2 separate regions of the Urocitellus parryii genome follow, and region 1 is linked to region 2. Evidence: chromatin contacts called from public Hi-C data. All regions are on one chromosome and are shown on one strand. Each heading gives the region's core, a stretch centred on a gene start, on an enhancer-like site or on the middle of the called end of the contact. The rest is flanking DNA. Distances are from core to core; before and after follow the strand shown. Region 1 holds the start of Mmp11 (matrix metallopeptidase 11). Region 2 holds the start of LOC113199544 (D-dopachrome decarboxylase-like).

Region 1 (7,096 bases), core at 4,545-7,044, 240 kb after region 2:
GCCATGTGGGTACATCTTTGTATGTGTTTGTGAGTACTTAGATATATACAGGTTTCTACGTTTGGTAGAAATAATACAAAAAATGAGAATCCCCAGCATTGGAGCTGAGATTGTGGAGGCCTTGGGTACTCCCTGGGTGGGGAACTGGGAACCAAGACAGGGCTCAAAAGCCCAGGGTCTCCCCCATAGTGAATAGCAGCTCCAATGCTGTATGTCACTAGATCATTCTCTCTCAGGCTAAATCTCAGCCCACTATCAGCTGCCCAGAGGCCTTCCATATCACCCATTGAGGAGCCTTCTATTACTGTCCCTGCTCACCATGTTTTCCACCTGTATGAGGCCTAAATTATGAGGGTAGATTTGAATAACCATCTCCCAGGGAGGACTAGGCTGTGACTCTGTCTCATTTACCATGGAGTCTCAGGCCTGGCCCCAGTAAAGCCTGCCTGGGAGACTGAACACCCATCCCAGGCATGTGCTGAGATTCTTTGGGGGGGATGACAGATGACTCACCCCTGTTCAATGGGAGGGTATCAGACTGTGTGTGTGTCTGAACTGGGGTGTCAAAGAGTTTTGGTCCAAGGATGACTGGGATCAGTGGGTAAACAAATCTGTTAACTATGTAGATCTAGTCCTGGTGTGTGTCTTGTGAAGCAGGATGATAGGTTCTCACATGGACACAAAGTCCTGCTCTGGTGGCCTCTGGCCTCTACCTGTAGGTGAGGTCTGTCTTCTCCCAGCGTCCTCCAGACAACACAAAGCGCTTCTGTCGATTGCGGGCATTCAGCCCATCTGGTGGGTCAGGCACACCACAGCGAGGAGGTCTGGGGCTATTGGCAGGTGGGAAGGCCTCCTGGGTGGCCAGGGTAGGTGCCAGGCTACTAGGTAGAGCTGCATGCTGAATCTGCGGCCCTCTTCTCACAGGGTGGTGGTGGTGGTGGTGGTGGTAGGTATCCTGGGCAAGAAAGAGGATGCAAGAGCCAGGTCAGACCATAGGTCCTCATGGCCCATAGCTAAAGGTGAGGCTCATCAGCACAGTAGTGTACAGCATCTGTGCACAGTGTGAAGAGTGAGGGCTAGGAGGGGTGTTGGAATAGAGCAGGGTCCTTTGGCCCTGGCTGATTGTATGGTTTCCTGATGTCTTATTCCAAGGCATCAAGCTTTCTCATCCTCCCTTCCTGGAGAGCCCTGGGCTGCCTGTCACCAATCCCTGCTCAGGTCAGTGAAGTCTGGATAGGGGCACACTAAATTCGGGGGACCATGAGCCTGGGAGCCCCTAACTGCAATCTCCATTTACACCTGGAATAGAACCAAAAAGCTTCTAGGAAATATTAGGCAAACTCCTTCTGCTTCCCCCAATGCTCTTCCCTCACCCAGCAAACTGATTACTATCTCCCTTTCTTCTGGTGTTAATTGAGCAAAGACACACACCTTGTCCTGTTATGCAAATAACAGGATGCCCAGGATGTCCCTTCCTCTCTCTCCCAGCATCCTTGCACTGTGGCCTTTATTTGTTTACCTGACAAATGGGGTGATAATCCCCTCTCCAGGGTTGATCTAAAGGTGAAATAAGATGATGGATATAGAGTACTTACCAGAGGCCTGGATACCTGGTAAGGGCACCTGGTAACTGAGGACTGATTTCCTTTTTTTTTTTTTTTCTGCTGGGCGTGATGGAGATTGAATTCAGGGTCTCACATTCATATGCTTTATCACTGAGCTATACTCCCAGCCCCCCTGACGTCTGATTCCTAGCAGAGTTGGTTTTGCTCACACTCTGCCAGGTTGAGACACACAGTGGGAGCTAGATATGTGATCTGCCTACCCGTTTCATGCAGGGAGGGTGGAAGCAGCCAGATACCAGATATCCAGCCCCATCTGTGTCAAACCCCCAGGATCACAGATGGCAATTTTGACCTGAGCTGCATCCTCTCACCCTCTGAGAGTCCCCATTGCAGAAGTCACAGTTCTCATGCATGAGAAAAGCAGAAACTCGAGGCTGGGAGACCCTGCAAGGTCACCCAGCAAGGGCATGGTGGCTAAATGAAGACCTTGGTGTCCCAGGCCAAATGTCAGGGCCTGGTTCCAAACACTGCATAAAAAACAGGTCTACTTCCTGGGCTGGAGGAGAAGATGAAGCTGTGTTGTTTACTGAGACGTTCAGCACCTGTCTGGTCTGGGCCTGTCTGACTGAAGCAACTGCAGCCTCCCCACAGCCATATTTGGGGTGGGAGCCTGACCACTCAGTCTCCGCCTTCAGCCTCAGCCTCTGGCAGCTCTCCCACACTCCAGGCACCCAGAGCTCTGATCAGGGTACCAGCCTTTCAAGCTCCCCATTCCAGAGCTGAGGATTCAACTCCCAAGGACACTCCATCAAAAAAAAAGGCCCTTCTCAACCATCCGGGGTACTTGGAGCTACTTTAGATGTGAGCAATTAATAATAAGTAATTAAGTTTTGAACTTATTTACCTTGTACAACACAGCCAAAGTGGTAGGTCTCGCCTGATTCTGGACTTACTTTTAATAAGTACTTATTACTGTGGTGGACCAGTACCCTGCCTATAACTACACTGACCTGCTCTTAGTCCCTGGTGGAACTCTTATCAACTCCACTGTCATCATCCCCATTTCTCAAACAAGGAGATGGAGCAGCTTGCTCAGATAATAGCTGGCAGGGAGTGGACCCTCTGTGCTCTCAATCGGCTTCCCTCCCTTGCTGTCTGCTTTGTTCTTGAGGGTTGAATCATCTGTCCCCTGGAGGAGGAACCCTGGCTGACCTCACCTAGTAACAGAAAAATGGAAAATTATTAAGTACTTGCTATTTCCCAGGCACTCTGCATATGGGCTCATTGAATCTTCCACTCTAAGATGGGCATGATACCAATCCAAGGTCTCACCCTGAAAATGTGGACCCCAGGTCTGTGTGACTAGCTGCAAGGACCTGCTCCTATTTGGCCTATCTAGGGGAGAAACAGATTCTTTCTGTCAAGCCTAGCAGGGTGTGGGGGCCCTCCCTGAGAACCTCTAACAACCCGAGAGTTCAGCCTGTCAGCTCAGTTTATGCTAGAAATCTCTCTCCTCTGCTGCCCAGTGAAGCCTGGTATAGCTAGCCATGAAGAGAGGGACAATAATTGATGTATATACCCCATATACCCTGTCCCTTCCACTCCTTCTCTCATGAGGAACCAAGACCATGGTCAGACAACCCTAAACAAGTCACTGTCTTCTTTTAGCCTTCCCCATCCCTCAAATGGGGGATGGCACCAAAGAGCTAAGTGACATCCTTCTGTAATATCCATTGCAGCATCTGGCCCCGTTCTCTGCCTCTGAGGCCCTTCCCTCCCATACTTGGGAATTTGTTCTCCCCAAATTCTCTATCCTCCAGGACTATTGTCATCCAGCATAAGGTGGGCACAGACCACCTGCAGCCTTATCTACAGCCTTGGGGAGTTTGGGGACAAGCCCTTACCTCTTTTCTTGGAAGATGAAACAGAGCCCAGAGAGGTCAAGGTCTTTTTTTTCAGAGTCACAAAGCAAATCAGGCAAGAGCTGGTCTCAGACCGGGACTCATGTCTTCTCCCTTCCAGTACTTCCAACTCCTACCCCCAGCTCTTGGCTTATCTCCCAAACCCACATACCTGAGAAATTTCTGCTTCTAGTGCATTCCCTCATTCTTAGCTCCTTTGGGCTTCCCTGTGCTAGGTGCTTGGCTCACTCTGCCCCACCCTTCTCTGTTCTGACAGCCACCAACCCACAGCCTCAGACACACTCAAGGAATTTCTTGGCTGACCCAGTCTTCTGGTGGAGCTTAGAGACTCAAGGACAGTGCCTGATCAACTTCTAATCCACAAAATGGTGGAGGGGAGATAAGGGAGGACCCCAGACTAGGAAACCACTGGTTAAGGCCAGGTTAGTTGTGTTCTTCTCTTGACCCCAGTTTGCTTTCTAATTGGTTTAATTAAGCACAGCTATGTTTTCTGCTATCAGTAAGAGGTGATTTCGAGAAGAGAGCACTGTGTTACACTGTGAGGAAGACAGGAAAGCGTATCAGGCCATTCTCTGAAACATCAGACCCATCTGAGGGTCCCAGAGGCCAAGCAACCTGCCTACGGCACACAGCCACTTGACAGGCAGGATCGTCTTCTTTTTGCTTCTGCCTAATGGGCCATCTTCCCACCTCTCTCCTGGTTTTAGGAAGGTAGGCAGCTTTGTCCCACTAAGTTGCAGGCAGGGCTTTAATCAGCCCTGAAAGCTGGGAACAGGGATAGATAAATATTTACAGAAATCTCCTGGCCCTGCTGAAGGCAGCCTAGGGAAAAACACATTGGAGGTGACCCCAAATGCTCCAAGTATGTCAGTAGCAATAGACAACAATCCAGCTCAGACTCCACCTGGCACCCAACCCCAATGCTACCCTCTGCACAAACATCACAGTGACAGTTACAGGTGACAAGAGTGGCTTCAGTGTGCCTGACATTACCTCATTTAATCCTCAATAGTAGGCACTATTACCCCTCCTACCCCCTTCCCCATTACAGATGGAGCGGGTGAGGTTCTGAAGGGGAAGAGGACTCAGGATCACATGGTTCAAATCTCTCCAATTCTTGAACCCATAGGTTCAGTTGCTACCCAGGGGACGGAGGAGGGCTGGGGAAGATGCAAGATCTCCAGACAGATCTACCCTCTACCCATTGTACCCCATCTTTCCATGCCCTTCCACTCTCATAGCCAGAACCAGGCAAGACTGGCCCAGGCAAAGCCAGTGTGGCTGGACAAAGCCTTAAATCCCAGGATGCCTGCCTGTCACATCCTCCTGCTCTTATCTCTGGCCAAGCTATCTGGATGCCTCAGCTGCCCAGCCAGTACACCAGATACCTAGGGCCCTGTGGGTCTGAAGTGGTCCAGACTCTGGCTCTAAGCCCTGCCTGTCCCCCCCCCCCCCCACACACACACCACCACCACCACTTTCTTTACACAGCTTTGTTCTCTTACCTGGATTTTCTTCTCTCCCAAACACATATTTCATACTTTTCCTTTTTCTCCCCATCCATTACTCTCTGAGGATCTCAATCTCTCATGGTACCCCTTTCTTTCTGACCCCCATTGAAAGATCACCCACGCTGTCACTTCTAATTCTCCCAAACCTGCCTCATGCAGGTGACCAGAGGGAGGCATCTTCTCCAGGCTCACACTCCATTTTCCCCAGAGAAGTCTCTCCCCTCCCCAACTCTTTCAGTATCTTCTTTCCACTGCACACCTGCAGGCCGGCTTTCAGTGGCCACACACCTGGAAGCTGACAACTGCCTGAGACCTGCTGGCTTTGTCCCTGGAATGAATAGGGGGCCCTGTAACCACTCCCTTTGCTGCTCTCCCAACACACACCCCAGCATTTGCGGCTGGGAGCAGGTCGCCAAGCTGGGAGGGGGCGTGAGTCCAGCGCCGACTCCCGCCCCACCAGCCTGAGCGATCCCGGCGCAGGTTCCACTTGCATACCTCTAGGGACGTGAAGCTCATTATTATACCCACGGAGACCCAGAAGGCATTTCAGGTACCGGCTGCGCCAGCCCACCCAGGGCGTCCCCATGAGTCCAGCTCTGCCGGTGAGCCCATCGCGTGCCTGGTCTTCCCTTGGGGATGAGCAGCAGGCCGGTGACGGGCACTCACCAGCGGCTTGGCCCGGGCCAGCAGCGGCGGCGGCAAAAGCAGCAGCAGCAGCAGTAGCGGGAACAGGAGCGCGCGTGGGTCCGCGCCTCGGTACCCGGCGGCCCGTGCCATCCGCCCCGGGGCTGCTGGGCCTGCTGGGCCGCGCCGGGCCACCGCCCCTTATAGCCTCTGTCCCGCCCTCGAGTCCGCCCCAGCCCCGGCCCCGCCCCCCGCTGCCTTTTGTTCTAAACTTTCCCTGTCGCAGCAGCCTGGGTGGGGGAGGTAGATCCGGAGGGGCTAGACCGGCAGGGATCGGAGCCTGGAGACTAAAGTCCTGTTCTGGAGCGGCCCCAGCTCCAGCCCTCGGAAGTCTGGTGCTGGGTAACCCTGGCCAGCCAGTGCTGCTCTGGGCTGTGTGGGACCTTGCTGTGTGGGACAGGGCGTCCAGAGCCTCAGACCTAATAAAGAGTCTGAGAGAGTTGAGATTCACTCCTCCCAAGCCTTACCCCCACCTTTAAAGACTATCATTAGGCGGAGTCTCAATGGTGGCATAACCTCTAACCTGTCTGTGACAGGTGTTCTTGCCCATGGGCAAATTCTCCTATCCCTTAGAGACATCTCCACCCCCTTCCTTCTAGAAGATGGCACAATAGCTACTGTGAAGAAAGGGCTATTAAAAAGTGTCCCAGGAGAAACAGGCATATGGCAGAGACTGGCCAGTCCCTCACCTTGGAACAGATCAGAGATAATTTATAGATGAGGTAACTGAGGCTCTGAGAGGGAAGGGCCAGACTTTTCTATGCCAGAAGGCGAGTGGAGGGTCAGGAGACTCTCTAGCTGGTCAGCTGGGGAGAGTAAGCTGTAAGAAGGCTATAAGAGGGTATCTGAGTAGGTGACTGGGGTCCTGGGCTGTCTGCTGGTTAGGGCTCAACAAGTCCCTGTAAACCTCAGAGCCAGCCATTTCAGCCGTTTCAGGAGAAAAGGTAAGAATCAAAGGATGGGGTAACGTCCACATGCTGGAAGGGATCCTCAGGTCTCATCCTCAGTTGCAAGAGGGTGCCCACTCCTGCCCTGTAATGAAGAAGGGCCTCCCCACTGCAACAGGTAGTCTTCCCCATCATGGGCAACCCTGCAGAGTCCAGATGCAGGCAGTGGCTTCCTCCCATCCCGTCAGGCAGGGCCCTGAGCTGCTGCAAGGTGATGGAATATAAGCTTGGACCAAGAAATGGGGGTGGGATGCACTTCACAGCTTCTCTAGAAAGACTCCACAGAGACCCCTAGAGGGGGAGTAGGGGTAAGACAGAAATGAGAGTTAACTACCTAGACCGCCAATCTTTTCCTTTAAAGTGATTCACTTTTTAATTTAATTTTTTATTAGTGCATATAGTTATACATAATAGTTGGGTTAATTTTGACAAAAATCATATAAGCATGAAATTTGGTTTACTCATTT
Region 2 (7,007 bases), core at 2,593-5,092:
GAAAGGTATGCAGAAACAACTGGGACAAGCCAGGGGAAGGAACTGCAAGATGTAGTTTTAAATGAGAGGCTTCAGCAGTGTTTAGGTACAAATACAGCAAGGGCAGTCATATTCCCCCCTTACTAACATGTAGACTGCACAGAATAAGTTTCAATTTGATATTTCACAAAAGGATCACCAAACATTTAACTGTTCAGGGAAATAGCATCCACCAGTGCATGGAACATCTGGAAAGCTACTTAGATGGAGACTTCCTTTGGGTTTCTCTACTTGCCTGTACACACTCTGAAATGCAAAGGCATAACATGGTATGTTGATGGGGGAAAGGGACATTCATTCAGTTTCCAGTGGCAGATATTGAATTTCCAGTTGGCATGTTGGGACATGATTCACAAAGTGCATTCCTTCAGCTAATTCTTAGCCAGACCTTAATAGAGAGTGTCACCTTTTTAGAATGACTAGAGAAGCTTTCAGAAGTCCAGCCAGCCCTGTCCCCCAACTGAACAGGGCTTTGGTGGACAGGGAACAGCCCAGGCTACCCCAAGCAGAGAACAAGAACCTCAGGATATCGGCAGAGTATACTGGAAGTTTCAGGACAAATTAGCTGCATCCATGTCTCCACTTATTTGCACATGGGTATAGAGAAGAGAACCTGGAGGCTGAGACACCCACCCACAGATTTCAGCACTGTAAATATTTTAAACAGCAGCCCTGAAGACAGGAAACATCCTACCTCCATGTTCCCTAAGTACCCCTCCTTATAAAACAAATCACCTGCCTAGGGAAGCCAAGGGTTGCCAGGGAGGGAAGTAGGGAGGTAAAGAACTCATGTTTGAATGACCTCTTCATTTATTTGGCATGACATGGAGAAGAGAAGGATTGTGAGGTCAGCAGCATTTTTGTATGAAGGGTTTCCAAAGCTGGTATCCACTAGGCCTTGGCTGCCAGGATGATTTCATGGAAGGGACAGCAAGCTTGCAGGTGCTCTAGATCCTTAGTACCAATCATAAAAATGTCACAACTGTCCCATCCTTGCCAATTTGCCAGGGCTCCAAGGGGTAAAAGCGGATAATTATCCTTTGGGAAACAGAGAAAAGGATGTCAGCTTCTTGGCAAAAAAAAAAAATTCACTTTGCAAGACACCTACCAGGTGCTCCCTCATCAGTCCATGAAGTATTTACCAGCCTGCTCATCCAAGTTAATGATCTTCTCCTGGTCTCAAACAGGATAATGGGACTATCAAGTACAAGACGATGGCTGCACATCAGCATGGCCCACCCAAGAGAGACACAATACCATGGCCTTAGTGGGTATGCTATGTGCTCATTTGAGTCTGCCAGTCTGTGGGCTCAGAGGGACAGTCTTCCCTCCTAAATGCAGGCTGCATGGGGTATGCTCAAGGCATCAGGCACTTCTCTTTTCTCAAAGTCTGACTCAGGGTCAGGCACAGGGTGACCATAAAGTCTGTGGAATAACTGAATGTGCCCCTTTCACAGAGATGACAGGAAATTCTTGGTGAACAGCATCAGGGATGGAGACAGGTTGACAGGGGATGGGTGGTTGGCAGCAGGTGACAGCCTCAGTTTCCCCATCTGCCAAGTCAGCAAAATGCAGTCATCTATCTCATGGGATGGCAGGTCTTCACTAAGGGGTCAGGGCTTGTACAGATGAAATGGGATCATATGTGTTGAGTTCCTGGCACACGGTAGGCATTAATGCATAATTTATTGTTAGAGTTATTCTCTCTCCCCAGTTTGAGAATTTAAACACCCACCAGGAGCAGCTGTTCCTCACCAGCCTCCCTGAGTCAACAAGGGCTTCATTTTGGAAGGTCCTTTCAAGTTTCTCATGCCCTTAGTTCCTCACAGACATAGACTTGGCTTGGGAATATTTTTCACTCAGCAGGAAATCTTAACCTTATCACAGTGTTCCAGGTTTGGGTGGTAGGGCCTTCTTGTGGGGAAGAAAGGTCATTTAACCTTCCCCTTTCTGCTCACAGAAGAGGAGGCTAGAAAGTGGAGATGGTTCATTTCCAGTTTTGTCTTGGATCCCTCACCTTTGAGGGACCCAAAACAGGGTGTCTAGACATCTAGATCAGTGCTCTTTTCACTACTCTATCACACCTCCCCCAATTTTACTTGGGACCTGGTGGGGCTGATGTTCCATAGTCTTAGGACATACCCAGATTTTCTTCTGATCAGCCTAGAAAATACTTTTTTTCTAAGAGAATCAGACTCCCTGACTTCTTCAAGGTAATAATGTCCTCCTACTTTGCCTGGTGCCAAGGCAGGTGCAGGGTATAGGCCATCTCAATGACCGTTGCAGTGCCTCCTAAGGAGTAGTTAAAAGACTTCCAAGTGGACAGATGGAAACACTGTGGTCCTAGCATCCATGCCTTCTGAGGTCTCACAGTGTGAAAATAAAGCACAATGTAATGAACAACAAGAGCTTTCCAAAATGGTTTCAGTAGTTCATTAAAGGAAGCAGGACTTGTGTACTTTTGAAGTCATTATCAAAAATTGGAAGTTAGGTTGCCTCCACCCTTTGATTGTGGATATCTGAAATGATCTGAACCCTGAACCACAGGAAAATTCCACTGTGTCCAGAGATTTAAAATGCATATTAAGAGATTATTGGGGGGGCTGGGGTTATAGCTCATCGAGGCCCTGGGTTCGATCCTCAGCACCACATAAAAATAAATAAATAAAGGTATTGTGTCCCACTACAACTGAAAAATAAATTTTAAAAAAAGAGATTATTGGATTCATTTTATGGATATTTTTTACTAAATATGCATTTTCTTTCTTTATCTTCTAACTATTCAGACATACCTGTTCTCTCTCAAAGAAGATTCCTACAAAGGAATTTTTACTGCTCTGTAAACATGGAACATAGCTTGCCCATATAAAATTCAACTTTCCCTGCCTGCCTCAGAAAACTGGTTCAAAGCTGTCTTCCCAGTTTCAATTCTTAGGATTACAAATAACATTTTTTTTTTAACAATTTCTGAATTTGATTGATCAACAGCAAGAACCACTGCATACCCAGAAATTCATCCCATCTTACCATCACGGTGAACACAGACCCACCAACAGGAAGGAGGGGTGAAGAGGCTCAGGACTCCTGGGCAAGGCAAGGAATGTAATTTCCCCCCTCTTTATGCAGGGCCCCTATCACTGCCTCAGGTTGCAAGCAGTTCTAAATGGGTTCTTTCATTACCACAACACACCTGTCCTGGCCTAGGGCCAGCTCCTTGGTAAGGAACTCGAAGAAACTGGCGCTGTGGCCGCGGTTCTCCTCTGCAGTGCCCACCACGCCAATGGAGGAGACAATCAGCTGGGCACAGGGCTCTGTAGATCCACACAGCGCCATGGTAAGACCGGCTCGCACCGTCACGTTCACACGCTACAGGGGACACGGAAGTTTCACCTGAATCTGAGGCAACTGGACTAGAGCTGGGGACCTGGGCGTTCGAAAGCCGAGATGCGGAGAGTGTTTGGGGTTAGTACTCTAGGCAAGGGCCTGGATTCTTGTCGGGGTAAGGAACAAAGAAGGAAAAAAGCGACAATGAGAAGAGGGACCCACGGGTTCATGGGCATGGTAGGTCAGAGGTTGGCAGGCAATGAAGGGTCCCTGAGGAGAAGAGTCGTAATCACTGTGAGGAGGCGAAGAGTGGACAGACCCTGACCCCTAGTCTGCCAACCTTCCCTCGAACCTGCTCCAACCCTCGCTCACGTTCTCAGGTTTGCCCAGAATGGTGGCAGCGGTCGCGCAGAGCCGCTTCTCCAGACCCACGGGCACGCGATTGAACGGCAAGTTGGTGTCCAGCTCAATCGTGGGCATGTTCCTCAGGAGAAGGAGATCAAGAGGCGGAAAGATGCGCTGAGTGGAGTTCGAACTTCTCCAGGGTAAATAAAATAGAGAGCAGGGACGAGGCGTCACAGCAACTAGGCTCATCGTTGGCTGGCCAGAGATTCATCGATCCCGGATTGGCTGCCCATTCTACTTAAATTCCTGTCTCAGCCGACACATACAGGTGAGCAGGTTGATTCCTGTAAGTCAGGTAGCCCAGCACGCTGCAAGAACTCCAGCTACGTCAAGGACACGCCCACCTGCTGCCACAGGCTGATGGTGGTTTTCTCTTTCCTGGGACTTTCCGGTTCAGGTGCATAGGATCACGGTTCCTAACCCTGTACTTAGAGAGGGGTCTCAAAACACACACACACACACACACACACACACACACAGACCGCGGGGTTGTGGCTCAGCGGTAGAGTGCTCCCCTAGCACGTGCGAGGCCCTGGGTTCGATCCCCAGCACCACATAAAAATAAATAGATATTGTGTTCAACTACAACTAAAAAACTAAAACACACACACACACACACACACACACACACACACACACACCCCTACCTGTAGAGATCTATCATAAGTTGACCATAATCTCCAGTGTCACGGAGGTTTGACATTTTTTTAAAACGAGTTGTTACCTTTTCAAAGTCACATATCTTCACATTCAGTATGGAAATCTGAGACAAGGTGACACAAGCAGGTGCGATGGGGCTGGGAAAGAAACTAGGTTATACCATCCCTGCCTGGTCCCCATAGACATCTGCCTTTTATAGACTCTTACTCCTAATGCTGAGCCACATTCCACTAGGGGGTAGCAAAGGATAGATATTATAACTCAAATCAGTGGGTTGGTTCAAAATGATTATCAGTGTTGGAAAGTAATTTTAATAGGAAATTTCAAATACAATTAAAATTATGTGGGTGTATAGTTGCAATTTCAATTATGCATATAAATTACTATATAAGTGTGCATAATAAAGTACTCTCCATGGAAAGTCCGGGGATGGGGTGGGCCTCTGTCTTGACCTTTCCTGTCCCTTCAACAGTTTATTAGACACCAGATTATCAGAGGGTCTGGGATATAAGTCAGTTAGGTATATGACAATCTGGAGGAAATGGCAAGAACAGGTGACAAGTCTTGGATCCAGAGTTGAAAACAGAGAAGACAATGGTCAGGATTAGGAGTAGGCAAGAGAAAGCAAGTCTGCTTAGCAGTACCTTCAGGGCCATGAACAGGACTTCCAAAACCAGGGACTTCCCTCCCTGCAAGGAAGTTCATGAAACAGCCTTGCAACCTGCCTATGGAAAACAGATAATGACTCCTCAGAAAGCCAGAGACCTAAGAGATCAAGGCCATCCCTGATCAGACATCTCTATGCAGGGTCAACCAATACTTGTGGCACGTGCTATAGCCTAGGGGGCAAGAAGCTTGCTCCCTGCCAGGACTGAAGGAGGGAAACATTGGAGCTGAAGACCTCAGAGAGTTAGCTGTCCTTGCCTGGGGATAGGGAGGTGAGGGATGTCTCTCTGGAGAAGCAACATGGTGCCAAATGCCAAAAGAACAGGATGATATCTGACAGAGAAGGTGGGGAGGAAACAGCATGAGACAGGCCTCTGAAATGAATGCAGTTATGAGTCAGGGAGGCTTTTAGGAATAGGGGAAGATTTTCAGTGCTAAGTGCAATGACTTATATTTTAGGGGCAGTGAGGAAATCTACTTAATGTCAAATGGTCCTCCAGAAAGGTGGTATCCTATCTGCAATAGGGTATAAGCATGCTCGTGTCATGTTCCCTCATACACACAGGGCCCACAATGTGCCATGAACTAAGGAAATGCTAAAAATACGGATTTCAAAAATATATGCACATGGTAAAAGTGGTATGTGCATCTTGGACTCATGGGTACTTACTTGCTGGTGACTGAGGGTAAACCTGTTTGCATCTATTTATGGCCAATTTCCTCTTCAAGCAAACCCTTACTGTATTCCTTGGCCTATGTTTCTCCAATTTTTTGTTGTCCCTTTTTAAATTTTAATGCATGTATTTTCTTTAGTTATACAATGATAGAGTTGATTTTGACATAATTATAAAAACATGGAATATATTTTATTCTAATTCAGTCAGTCCCTAGTACCTTTCCTTTCCCTTCCCTCCTCTACCCCTACTCCCTTTCCCTCATTGATTTTTCTATTATTTACCCATAATTATTTTTTTTAAATTAATTTCTTGTGAATGTACACGATGGTGAGAGTCACTGTGGTATATTCATATATGTACATAGGAAAGTTATGTCAGATGCACTCCACTGTCTTTCCTTTACACATTCCCTTCTGTTCCATTCACTCCACATGTCTACTCCACTGAACTTCTATTCTCCGTCCCCTCCCAACTTATTGTGGGTCAGCTTCCACATGTCAGAGAAAATGTTTGACTTTTGGTTTGGGGGGATTGGCTTCTTTCACTTAGCATGATAGTCTCCTGAACCACCCATTTACCACCAAATGTCATAAAGTTATTCTTTATGGTCAACCTAATTGTGATATATATACCACATTTTCTTTATCCGTTCATCTGTCGAAAGTCACCAAGGTTGGCTCCATAGCTTAGCTCTTGTGAATTGTGCTGCTGTAAACATTGATATGTTTGTGTCCCTGCAGCATGCTGATTTAAAATCATTTGGATATATATTGAGAAATGGGATAACTGGGTGAAATGGTGGTTCCACTCTGAGATTTTTGAGGCATCTCTAGTCTCCAAGTCTCCATACTGCTTTCCAGAGTGGCTGCACCAATTTTCAGTCCCACCAACAATGGATGAATGTGCCCTTTTCCCCACATCCTCACCAACATTTATTGCTACTTATATTCTTGATAATTGCTATTCTAACTAGTGTTAGATGAAATATCATTGTAATTTTAATTTGCATTTATCTAGTTGCTAGAGATATTGAACATTTTTTCATATACTTGTTGACCTTTCATAGTTCTTCTTTTGAAAAAGTGTTTAGTTCCTTTGCCCATTGTTGTTTGTTTGGTTTGGTGTTAAGTTTTTTGAGTTCTTTGTATATCCTGGATATTAATGCTCTATCTGAGGAGCAGGTGGCAAAGATTTTCTCCCATTCTGTAGGCTCTCTCTTCACGCTCTTTAAAGGGC

What was found. A called contact is a pair of places that touch in the nucleus more often than the background predicts.
Region 1: a contact with region 2 is called in a Hi-C map of liver, with 5 times the contacts expected there. The contact joins the promoter of Mmp11 here to the promoter of LOC113199544 in region 2. A contact is called at or near these places in 2 of 2 Hi-C or Micro-C datasets (liver and muscle).

Annotation. Positions count from the first base shown.
Region 1 is chr3:154,742,684-154,749,779 of mUroPar1.hap1, forward strand. Mmp11 (matrix metallopeptidase 11) reads right to left here and starts at 5,795. Exons shown (of 8, transcript XM_026381246.2): 1 at 5,665-5,795; 2 at 714-955. The coding sequence starts at 5,775.
Region 2 is chr3:154,506,799-154,513,805 of mUroPar1.hap1, forward strand. It overlaps LOC113199544 (D-dopachrome decarboxylase-like), which reads right to left and starts at 3,843. Exons shown (of 3, transcript XM_026412553.2): 1 at 3,736-3,843; 2 at 3,230-3,405; 3 at 1,005-1,077. The coding sequence starts at 3,843. The coding sequence ends at 1,005.